Regions from separate parts of the Zea mays genome. Here region 1 is linked to region 2. Evidence: chromatin contacts called from public Hi-C data. All regions are on one chromosome and are shown on one strand. The core of a region is the stretch at or near the end of the contact, and the rest is flanking DNA. Distances in the headings are between cores, read along the strand shown. Region 1 holds the start of LOC100382230 (Cupredoxin superfamily protein). Region 2 holds the start of LOC100381660 (F-box protein FBX14).

Region 1 (6,170 bases), core at 1,146-3,645, 130 kb before region 2:
GTACTTAGTCCTGCCAGCTCTCTAGGATCATATACCATAATTTGTCCTTCAAATGCGCACCCGAGAAAAACTTCCCGGTCGGTCATCCATTCCAAATTGCTCGAAGTCAATCACGCTTAACTTAGAGGTTCTTTCGAACTAAACTTCCGAAAAAGAAGATACACCATATTAGTATGGATACTCTATTAATTATATTAAGCCTTGGATCAGGACATCATCACCTAGGGGTCAGGATATCACATTCTTACTCCCTCCGTTTTTTATTTATCGCGTTCTAGTTCAAAAATAAACTAGCGGACGACAAATATTGTAGGACGGAGGTAGTAATTAGTACCATTGGATGAATCGGTAGATATACTTTTTTTAACAAACTTATTTGGACGTACATATGTTAGTAATAATTTCTATAAAGCTAATCAATTTTATAAAATGTTTGATCAGTTTTTTTATATCTTATAGCATCTCTAAGATTTTTTTCTTCTAAATTTTACTCTCTAAATTATCATTTGGAGAGTCATTTGCATAAAAATCGTCGATGATGATGATGCAAGCTGAAATTATTGCTTGTTACAACACAACAAGCTAGGCTATTTGGCTTAAAAATTTTGTGGTGGGCCTTAAATTTGTAGACACCATTTCAAAACCACTTACTTTTAGGATATTAGGTTGTGAATTGTGATACTATTTTCTGGTAACGAAAAATTAACTAAGGGGTCAAAACATTTAGACCTCAAGTATTATGTTGTGAAGGATAGAACTCAGAATCATACTATTAAATTTGAGGACATAGGTACTAAGTTGATGTTTATATAGCAACTTACTAAAGGCTTACCATATAACCTTTCTATACAACATCCATTAAGCATGGGCTTAGTGGAGAGTATATAATTATGGGTAATAGGGCCATATAAATAACTCCTAATAAGTATATCTGGTAGCGTTCGGTTTGAAGCGCCTCACTGCGCGGCCAGTATTAGGACTTGTTCGGTTAGAAATGGATTGATGGGCATTGGACCTATATATACAAATTTAAGTAGGAGAAGGTTTAATTCCTTCGATCCATCTTAATCCGAACAAGCCCTTACTATTTAAAATGACCCTCTCAATCCTCTCCATTACACTTGCTCCTAGTGCTTGTTTGGGAGAAGATGATTGAGAGGAGTAGAGGACTAGAATCCCTCAATAATGAGGGATTATGCTCAATACTCTTCATTACTTTACACCTTTGGATGTTATAGTATACATATAGGTTGAGGGGGATTAGAATGTAAATTGTAATTTATACGCCGAGTATTCAAACATAGTCTAAGATGTTGGAAGGTTTAGGAAGATCCGTCCCCGTCCAGGTGAGTGCCGGTAGCGTCCAGAACCAGAAGGTCACCGCTACCCGACAACTCGTTCTTCACCCGCAGAGGATATTGCATCAACTCGTCCTCCGGTGGTAAATTATTGAAGTCATCTGCTACACCTACGAATATTGCATCATCACCAGAGGCTGCTATGGCTGCACACAACTCTGGCCTGACATCAAGAACTTCGGCATTATGTATAGGTTATGATCATGCGTTAGATTAAGTTTTATTTCAAGGGTCTTCTCATGTCCTCGGCATACATGAACATGGAAAGCATGCACCTTGAGCGATCGACATACAAGTGTGAAGTCATTGTCAAAAGATTAGGTAGCTTAACCCAACCGATCTCCATGTGAAGAAGAGAAATCAGATGCCACCCCGCCAGCACCGGACACAATCAGATTCACCTCACTTTGGCCTACACTATATATCATATGAAAAGATATGGCACCTAAAAAACCAAATGCATGGACCGACGCAAAGCGATAATGCATGGGTGCGTTTCCGATGCATATCTCCCTTGGTCGTCCGCGAATCTGTAAATAAAATATGTGGAGTTTCATCAGAGCCACCCGTTCGAGATCGAATGTTTGGGACTAGTTTTGCGAGAGAATAATCTGTGTAGGCGAAAAAGACACTGCATAGCTTAGTGTGGAGTAAGATTTACTCAAGGGGTTGATCAGTTAAGCTGCTGGTGGCAGGGAAATGGATGCGACGACGACGATGAGATCATATGACGACAAAATCTATGGTCTCCCTGAACGCTGATGAACAGGCGACAGGAGATCCATCAATGCTACATAAAAGTCCTGTTTGTTATGATGGAAAACTTGTTGTTGTCGAAACTTCGTTCTCGAAACCTTGTATCATTGGTTGTTGGTGGCATGAACAGACAGATAGAGCCCCCGATCCGAACTAGCTAGCATGAACAATTAATCGCCGCTCCTATTCGTCGAAAGCGTTTCATTTCCTCATAGAGTCATAGGTAAAGCGGATCGATATATTCTTTCCCACGCAGCCGGTGGAAGCCTATTGCCCACCATACCAACCCCGCGTTGCGGTTATATAGGGCCGTATTTCCCCCGCGTCTCCGCGTCAGTGGAAGCGATCGACACCATTCAAGCTAAAGCTGCTTTCTTGGGAAACGCTTGATCGCAACAGCTCGATCAATGGCTTCTTCCTGGGGTTCTCGGTTGCCGCTCGCAGTAGTGCTGCTGCTCGTGGCCTGCTTCTCCTCCACGGCAGCCGCCACAAGCTACACCGTCGGCGACGGGTCCGGCTGGACAACCGGCGTCGACTACACATCTTGGGCCGCCTCCAAAAACTTCAAAGTCGGGGACAATCTCGGTACGTATATGCGTGCTGTCGTCTTGCTTCATGCATGTGCATGCATACGCAGGCACATGTCGTCACGCACGCGTTCTGGTTTCGTCCTTTGGCTCACGCGATCGAGTTTAATTTGTTTGTCCGATATGTGGGTCGCAGTGTTCAACTACGCGAAAGGGCTGCACACGGTGGTGGAGGTGAGCGCGGCCGAGTACATGGCGTGCACGGCCGCCAACCCGCTGGGCTCCGACAGCAGCGGCGCGACCACCGTGGCCCTCAGGACGCCAGGCACCCACTACTTCGTGTGCAGCATCACGGGGCACTGCGGCGCCGGGATGAAGCTGGCGGTGACCGTCGGCGGCTCCAACTCCCCTGCTGCCACGCCGCGGACGTCGTCCCCGACCCCTACCACGCCGTACACGACGCCGGCCACCACCACGCCGTACACGACGCCGACGTGCTCTGGCGGCGGCGGCACCACGGCGACCCCGGGCATGACTCCGTTCACGTCATACCCCAGCGCGGCCGGCCTTGGGTCGGCGGCGTTGGCTGGATTTAGTCTGGTTTGGTGTGTGGGCGTCCGGCTAGCGCTGCTCTAGGCAAAGGGCGGCCATGGACCGTGGTCGACCAGGGTATGTAACAGTGTAACGTATGTGTTTGTTCTTTGGTCCGGATCGAGCTAGCTGGGGTATAGTATACTTGCCAAGCTGGTGACTGGTGTCTCGACTCCACTCTAAATCGCCGTGCAACCAAACCGTGCAAATCACTTTCCTTGAACCAGTCGAATTGCCCCGCATGTGCAAACCAAACAGGCAGTAAATTAGGCAGAGGGAAGCCCACGTGTGAGATTAATTTAGCCCATCTGCACATAAATTAGGCCTATGAAGGCCCATGTCATATTAGCAGGTTTCGTGGCATTCGCGGGCGCGGCTGAGCCGTGTAATCGAGCCGAGCTGAAGCTGATGACTCCGACACCGGGAGCTTCCGTTAGGCGGGCGTCTGCGCAGTGACGTCTGGGACAGCGGCTTCCGTTAAGCGGCCGTCTGCGCATTGACGTCTGGGACAGCGGCTTCCGTCAGGCGGTCGTCTGCGTAACGCCGTCTGGTCGTCTGCAAATAAGTTTACAACGTTGAAAATAAGTTCAGCCGTACAATCCACTTATCTTCAACTAAATCAAGTATAACAACTTTAATTGCCCCTTCACGGTGGTGTATTATTCTTGACTGGAAGCAACTATATTTCTACTAGAAAAAAAGTTACATGAGAAAACAAATGTTTTAAATAGAAAAATAAAATGTTCTACGAGACATAATTTCTAGAGAAACTGGTGTTTTTTGCTCGGCCTCTGGTGTTAGTTGCCTTGGGCCATAGTCTTTTTTTTTTGTTCCTTCAGCTAGCTGAATTATCCTGCAACTAATAGCAAAGGATGTGATGAGTTGGACGATAAGAGACCGGCTAAATCCTGTAGCCATTTTGTTCGTACCCAGCCAGCATCACTCGCCTTCCACTAAAATTGACACATCGCTGACGACACCAAATGGCAAGTGCTTTGCCTTGGTGCCTGACTCTAGGCCTCTAGCTCACAGCTCAGTCACCCGTTGTTCCGTTAAGTCCACGGGGACAAGATCACAAGAGGCCTCTGAACTCTAAACCCAAACTCTTGTTCTAGTTAACTCCTAAACACTTATGAGTCATTTGATGAGTTCTAACTCCTAAACACTTTTAGTCTCTGGAATCAAATACGTAAGTAGGAACTGAAGTTTTGGTGGTGCCTACTGTCATGTTCATCTCTTGTTTGATCGGCGAACACATCGATGGATATGTCTCCATCTCAGAGGCATTGGTGTCTTCTTCTCAATCCCTGTCCAGAGAATCGGACCTACCAGCCTACTCTACGTACGATGAAATGCCTCTGCTCTCAGGTTTTAGGTGGTTGCACCTGCACGTACAGGTGTAGAACAGTAGGGAGAATCTGACTGCTTGCCTTGCCGGTGCCTCCGTGTTGTGTTGAAAGCCCTATCTGAACATGAAACCATACTGCACGGCGGTGCGAGTCTGGCGAATTATGGCGAGTGTCCCGTGGAAACAGCTTGACTTCCACAGCTTGAGTAGGTTCTGACGGCGAGTTTACAACGGCGTACTACGAGAATCCCAGGCGGTGCCGGTGCCAAATCAGGTCGCACCGCCACAACCCCGTCCGCGTCTCGGCCGACGAGGAAGCGTCGAGCGTCCATGTGCTGATGAGTGCATGCGACGACGACAACTGGACAGCGCCACATCGGAGTAAGCACGGAACTGCCGTACTCCACAGCCAGGTCGCTAGCCACCATGCCGCCGGCGCCCCAGCCCAGGTCGGGAACCCCGCTGCTCATCTCGCGCCCCGCGCGCGTGGCGTGCACGGCGGCGATGCAAAAGCGACCACCGCGTTAATAAATAAAAACGGATTGTTTACGCTGGTCCCCTCGCCTCACCATAACCCCAAAAATATTCGAGTTCACGCTTGACATTGCCGACTTTGGCGCGGATTACCAAGTTCGCATTCTGCACTCGGCACGTCGATGTCGATACGGATGTTCTGCGTTTTTATGGTAAATATGAGTATACGTATTCATATCTAACTTAAATATAGATATTAAATAAATATATTTATTTTAATTTTTAAAAAAATCGAGAGGACCAGGAGGAGGAGGAGTGTGCAGGATTCGCCCTACTCTCCAGTTATCTTCGTTGGTTTATTTCCGCTGCATAAAAAACTATGCTTTCTACGTCTGAACTTCGATTGATGTAATAACTTTAAATACTATTTTAAATCGTGGTATTATGCTTTACTTTATTCTTTGTGCCTCACCTTCGAGTGAACAAGTGATACTTAATCCTTGTTGAGTGGTTTTATCGGACGAGACCAACGGGCTGACAGATTATTTCAATTTAAGTGTGCCATTGACTTTAAAGCGAGACTTGGACACTTAAGCAAATAATCTTGTCGGTTCTGCCACAGTTGTTCATTATATGCTAAAAACCAAAATATCATATATTATTCATATCCATTAAGTATAAATTAATCTATAATCATCTAAATCATATAACTACGACTAATTAAGTATATAAATAAAAAATTAATATAACGTTGATATGCAACGTTATTTAAAAGTTATGTGGGGTTGTTATAACTATAGTAAAAATATAAATCTTAGATTTAATTAATTTAAGTAAAGATAATTATATCACTCTGTATTTTATTTATATATTTATAATTTATTTTTAGTTAATTAAATTCAGTAATTAATATATATCTCTTTTTATGTTTAATTATTTAAATATTGATTAAATCATTTTTTATGGTTGTCTTTATCAATGGTGCTATATAGATATATTTTAAATTCCATCATTCGTACTAATTATATTGTACTAAAAAACTATAGATAATCAAAAAAGATAAATATTACTTTGAATCAAGTAATTATCGAGATATTCATTTTATATTAGTATCCA
Region 2 (6,530 bases), core at 3,205-5,704:
TTAATGCAAAGGTGGCCTGACACCTTTATCCTGACGTGCGCCCTCCAGTCGACAGAGCCGAAGTGACCGCAGTCACTTCGCCGCTCCACTAACCGGTCTGACAAGAGGACAGCGCCGCCTGCGCCGCTCCGACTACAGTGCCACTCGACAGAGTCAGGCTGACAAGCAGCCAGGCCCGGCCTCAGGCGCCATAGGAAACTTCGCTTCGCCCGACCCCAGGGCTCGGACTCGGGCTCAGCCCCAGAAGACGACGAACTCCGCTTCGCCCGACCCCAGGGCTCGGACTCGGGCTCAGCCCCTGAAGACGACGAACTCCGCTTCGCCCGACCCCAGGGCTCGGACTCGGGCTCAGCCCCTGAAGACGACGAACTCCGCTCCGCCCAACCCCAGGGCTCGGACTCGGGCTCAGCCCCGGAAGACGACGAACTCCGCTCCGGCCGACCCAGGGCTCGGACTCGGGCTCAGCCCCGGAAGACGATGAACTCCGCTCCGCCCGACCCAGGGCTCGGACTCGGGCTCAGCCCCGGAAGACGACGAACTCCGCTTCGCCCGACCCCAGGGCTCGGACTCAGCCCTGGCCTCAGCCGACGGTCTTCGCCTCGCCCGACCCAGGGGCTCGGACTCGACCTCGGCCTCGGAAGACAGACACGACCTCGACCTCGGAGGAGCCTCCACATCGCCCAACCTAGGGCACGGACCGACCACGTCAACAGGAGGCGCCATCATTACCCTACCCCAAGCTGACTCAGGCTACGGGGAACAAGACCGACGTCCCATCTGGCTCGCTCCGCCAGACAAGTAATGATGGCGCCCCGCACGCTCTATGACGACGGCGGCTCTCAGGCCCCTTACGGAAGCAAGAGGACGTCAGCAACGACTCGACAGCCCCGACAATTGTCCTTCCGCCAGGCTCCGGCGCTCCTCCGACGGCCATGACACCACACGAACCGGGTGTCAAAACCTCTCCGGCTGCCACGATGGCATGTACTTAGGGCGCTAGCTCTCCTCCGCTAGACACGTTAGCACACTGCTACACCCCCCATTGTACACCTGGATCCTCTCCTTGCGCCTATAAAAGGAAGGACCAGGGCCCTCTTACAGAGGGTTGGCCGCGCGGGGAAGGACGGGGCGGCGCTCGCGTGAGGCCGCTCGCCCCCTCCCGCGTGGACGCTTGTAACCCCCTACTGCAAGCGCACCCGACCTGGGCGCGGGACAAACACGAAGGCCGCAGGATTTCCACCTCTCACGCCCGTCTCCCTCCAGCTGCCTCCCCCCTTCGCGCTCCGTCTCGCGCCGACCCATCTGGGCAGGGGCACGCGGCGACAATTCACTCGTCGGTCCAGGGACCCCCGGTCTCAAAACGCCGACAAATAGGCTTATTAGTTGGTTTCTTCAGGACATGGTGTTTTAAAGACGTGTCTATTTGAATAATCGCTAGTAGCCAGGTGACCTAATGGATGCTGAAAGGTAAGTAAGCAACCGAGCATTTCTACTCCCTTTTTAGAGCTAACATCACAAACGGAACTATCATGGAGCAACGGACACGAATGGCTTGGAATGCCTTGTGTAGGCAAGCTACCTGGTGGCCATTTATGTAAGAGCTTTACTTGTTATCCCCATCTGGGATCTAAGCAGGAGGGAAGTGGAACGAATTCCAGTTCTGATGATTCAGGGCAACAAATAGTTGAACTAGATAATTGTTGTGCCGATAGTTATTTATTTTTGCAACAATAAGGTCTGGAGCTGGAGGTGCTAGGTACCATTTCTGCTAGTTCAGACTTCGGACTGCGATTTCATGCATTCGTTATATCTGAGCTTTTATCAAGTGGATCCTTGGCTTTTCAGTCTGCTTATGCTAAGCAAGAGTAATGTTTATTCTAAGCATGTTTTCATTTGTGCATGGTGGTCCAACGGTGCAAGAAGTATTAACTGCAGCCTTACGCCTGTTTGGAACTGCTTTATGAACTTTGATCTGCAAACTCCATCGGCTGAGCAGTTTTATAAAAACGACCTAGAGTTTTTGGAGCACCCTTTAGATGATCTTACAACTTTACCCTTTTTTCTGAAGCAGAGTTTGTGCAACTATATCTATCTGGCTAAAAAAACGTAGAGCAGAGCTGAAAAGTATGGCTAAAAGAACGTAGAGCAGAGCCGATTAAACTCTAGATGCACATCATAGTTTGGTAGTGGAACCGCGTGTTTTGCTTTTATCAAGTTCAAGTAAAGTTCAGGTTGGCACTTCCGTACTTGCAGGTGACGGCTACTGGCTATTTCTATGTGATTGGTTGCGTGCCGTAGCAGGGCTCCTCCCATGCGTTGACTTGCTCTGTGCATACGTTCGGTTACCTGCATGCAGTTGGTTCAGCCTGCATGCACATGTGCAACTGGCGTATTTACGGTTGCATGCGTGGATACGGGACAAAGTTGTGTATCCGCTGGGTCAGGCTCAAGGGAGCCCGCCTATACAGATACATGTATCCAATCACACGATTTATGAACAAACATATCGGGGTACCGGGCGAAGCCGCCAAAGGCGTATGACCGGCGTTGGTTTTGTCCTCCCTCTCTCTCTCCGGTCCTTCAGGTGCTTAACCAAATAGCTGGTAGGCTGTGAGCATGTGAGCTAATTAGATCTAGGACGGTCATACGTACCTGTGTACCCTTTGCTCCAACCTCCAACTGGATGAAGAACCTGGAACGCACCATGCCAAGACACAGACACAGACACCCTGGAATTGAGAGCTTTGGATTGGATCATCGGATGCCATCAGACAGTGAGCGCAGGTGAAATTCTCTGAAACCGAGACCTCGTGGCAGGGCCCCGGTAGAGCGCGCTTCGGGGATCGTTCCAGGGTTTTCATGAGTCCCGAGGTAGAGTAAAATATGGCTGGCTCCTCTGACGGGAAAGATATTTGATATTTCTGCCTGCCACGGCCAGTGATCTCTTCCCGCTTGCCTTGCCCGGCCGTGAAAAGCCCGGCGTCTCTTTTTACTGTATGCGGCCGAAAAATGATTCTCAAGGAGCTAGATTACAAATTCCCGTCATCAACCCACACCAAGAGATTTGTGAGATTCTGCACAAAAATCTAGTAATGCAAGATCTAGAAACTGTTTGGCTAAAAATAATGGATTCTAAGATGTGATTTCAAAGATGAGCTACGAACCTTAGACTCGCGCGGAAGTCGAACAAATATGGCCACTGCAGACTGCACTGCTTCCCTTTGTGCACTGCAGAGTAGCCGAAGGCCCGAAGCGCGGTGCAGATTACTACTCCGCACGGCAGAGTGCACACGCCCGGCGTTTGGCGTGACCTGACCTGTGTTGTGTATCGGACACGTACACATTCGCCGGTGCCATGGCCCATGGCGCTCCTCCCGGCCAGCCAATCCTCGCACAGGACGTCAGGACAGGAGTCATAAAGCGAGCTAGAGGCCTAGAGCTCGCGGTGTGGCTGAACAGTGGGTCTGTGGGTGGCCGGGGCCCGGGCCCGGGGTCCGGATACTCCGCATGATTAAGCAATAAGCACACAGAGCAGTGTCGCGTTGCACGGTAGGAGAAGAAGCCATGCATGCTCTGCAACAACGCCCTCGCCTGTCAAGACTCGAGACCCGGTTTTGGATACCTTTCCTGGGGTAAGAAACGTGTATATATATATATATATATATATTTTTTGGTCAGAGTATGTTAATCTTTTTAAAACTTAACTGGCTGTATAGACATTACTATATAGAGAGAGATTTATTATCATTAATTTGAACATAGACATAAAATTAAAGGCTAAAACGACTAATATTTGGGATAGAGCGAGTATCAATATTTGTATACTTATTTAGATTGAAACACAATTTTTAGGCTAATCATATTTACTTAATAACATATTAGCTGTTGATACCTTTTTATAGATTTAAAAAATTGAATTATTCGATTCTTTAGAAAATGATAATTGTATTTCTTTAGGATAGAGCGTGTCTGGCGCTCTGAAAATTCTGAACTAGCCTCACGTGGAGGAGCGCTTCCAGCCTTCCAAGAACCAACAAATCATAAAGCCGGAGGGGTGAAAACCGCCTTCGGGTGAAATGGGCCTGGTTAACGCGCGAGCTAAATCTAATAAACCGTGCCATACTGTATGCTCGCAACGGCGGGATGCGCGTAATAAGTGGCAAGAGTACTCGCTCTCCTACGAGTCTCTGACCCAGAGAAGAAAGGAACAAGCCCATGCACCAGGCGTCTTCGTCTCTCCCCCCTGCGTAGCGTGCGTAATGGCATATCGTCCTGTTCCTTCCTCGGGCGTCGCCGGCCGCCGTTTGCGCCCGGTCTGATCACCGTTCGTTTCTCTCCTCCAGCGAGGAGAGGATAGTCCAAACCGAAAGCAGCCAAACGGTGAGGAGGGAGAGACCGCGAGAGCGAGAGAATATAAAAAGGAGTGGGCTTTCTTTCGATCGCTGCGCTGCGTCCCAGGCAGTCCTCCGAGCAGTGCTAGTCCACCTTGCTAGCTCGCCCGCTCGTCGCGCTCCCTCGATCAGATCTAATCATTATTTAATCCTTTTTTTTTCCAGTCTCACATGAGCACTCCCCACTCGTCCTCCACCTCCTCCGTCCCACCACACCGCGCCTCCCCTCCCCAGATCCCCCAATCCCTAACCCTAGCACCCACGGCGTCCTCCGCCTCGCCCTCCTCCTCCTCCGCGTCCGGTATGCGGGACGCGGCGGAGGACGACTCCGACTCGCCGCCGTCGCAGATGTCGGAGGACGACCCCGGCGGAGGGGGCGGGGACCGGTGGGAGCCGGATCTGCGGGGCGGCAACGGCGGCGGCGGCGGCGGCGGGAGGTGGGCTCCGCCGGACCAGGTGCTGGAGAACGTGCTCGAGACCGTGCTCGAGTTCCTCACCGCCGCGCGGGACCGCAACGCCGCCTCGCTCGTCTGCCGCTCCTGGTACCGCGCCGAGGCGCAGACGCGCCGCGAGCTCTTCATCGGCAACTGCTACGCCGTCTCGCCGCGCCGCGCCGTCGAGCGCTTCGGCGGCCTGCGCGCCGTCGTGCTCAAGGGCAAGCCCCGCTTCGCGGACTTCAGCCTCGTGCCCTACGGCTGGGGCGCCTACGTCTCCCCCTGGGTGGCCGCGCTCGGCCCCGCCTACCCGCGGCTCCAGCGCATCTGCCTCAAGCGGATGGCCGTATCCGACGACGACCTCGCGCTCGTCGCCAGCTCCTTCCCCTTCCTCAGGGACCTCTCGCTCGTGTGCTGCGATGGCTTCAGCACGCTCGGTCTCGCCGTCATCGCCGAGCGCTGCCGGTATGTCGCCCTACCACTCACCTTTTCTATGCTTCGCTGCACACGGGCTGTGAATCTAAGCGGCCCTGCGGTATCCAGAGGAAGAGGAGTATTTTACCTGCTTTCCTTACTTTCGGAGGGTATCGTACTGTGCATTTTGTTCAATCCTAGCTGCACCACGCAATTCCGCCTTATTTAATGTGCGCGCCTAGCCTTTTTACGCTTTTCAGTATAATTGGTCCGGCCGTGCCATGGATCAGAATCTGATCTCGCCGACCTTTTATGGTCGTATTGGTTGGTTTCTTTCTGATCGCTACACGTCGTGTTTTGAAAATTACCAGTAAATCGATTATTTATTGTGCTCGACTTTCTAATCATCAGATAGTGACACCTGCTACTGTCACAGCCGATTCTTGCCATGGGAAGTCCGCGAAGTTCTACTGCCAAACTTTGATCCTATTACCCCGTTTAGGTCCTTGGCAGAACAGTCTCGTTAATTAATTGGTTACACTCAGGGTTTGGGGCACTTCCAGTTGCACGCTCTTCCTTATCGGGGAATATAGGAGCACTAATAGCAGCATTTAAGTGTAATACTGGTATCTCATGCTCACGGTTGGTGTTTTTGGTTTTGTAGGCATCTTCGTGTGCTGGATCTGATCGAAGATTACGTAGAGGACGACGATGAGGAGCTGGTGGATTGGATCTCCAAGTTCCCAGAGTCCAACACCTCTCTGGAGTCGCTTGTCTTCGATTGTGTCAGCTGCCCGTTCAACTTTGAGGCCCTGGAGGCACTTGTTGCACGCTCACCGGCTTTGCGACGGCTGCGTGTGAACCACCATGTTTCAGTAGAGCAGCTGCGTCGTCTCATGGCAAGAGCACCCCAGCTTACGCACTTTGGAACTGGTGCATTCCGATCTGAGGGTGCCCCTGGTGGGGGGTTGGCTGTGACTGAGCTCGCTACATCTTTTGCTGCATCCAGGTCTCTGGTTTGTCTATCAGGTTTCCGGGAGGTTGACCCAGAATACCTCCCGGCGATCTACCCTGTCTGTGCCAACCTCACGTCACTAAACTTCAGCTTTGCAAGCCTAACCGCTGCGGAACTGAAGCCAGCTATTCGCAACTGCACGAATCTTCGCACTTTCTGGGTGGGCTGCCTTCCAGATTTTCATTGATGCATATACATTTTTTTGTGTGTGTGGACTGGCAACTAAGATACAGGCATTGATGTTTAATTACTTATTGCAGGTCCTTGATACTGTGG

The links. A called contact is a pair of places that touch in the nucleus more often than the background predicts.
Region 1: a Hi-C map of leaf shows a contact between it and region 2, with 4 times the contacts expected there. The contact joins the promoter of LOC100382230 here to the promoter of LOC100381660 in region 2. A contact is called at or near these places in 3 of 25 Hi-C or Micro-C datasets (all in leaf).

Annotation. Positions count from the first base shown.
Region 1 is chr4:184,736,100-184,742,269 of Zm-B73-REFERENCE-NAM-5.0, reverse strand. LOC100382230 (Cupredoxin superfamily protein) reads left to right here and starts at 2,395. Exons shown (of 2, transcript NM_001174985.1): 1 at 2,395-2,699; 2 at 2,838-3,484. The coding sequence starts at 2,522. The coding sequence ends at 3,277.
Region 2 is chr4:184,608,632-184,615,161 of Zm-B73-REFERENCE-NAM-5.0, reverse strand. It overlaps LOC100381660 (F-box protein FBX14), which reads left to right and starts at 4,454. Exons shown (of 3, transcript NM_001318232.1): 1 at 4,454-5,290; 2 at 5,904-6,414; 3 at 6,515-6,530. The coding sequence starts at 4,563.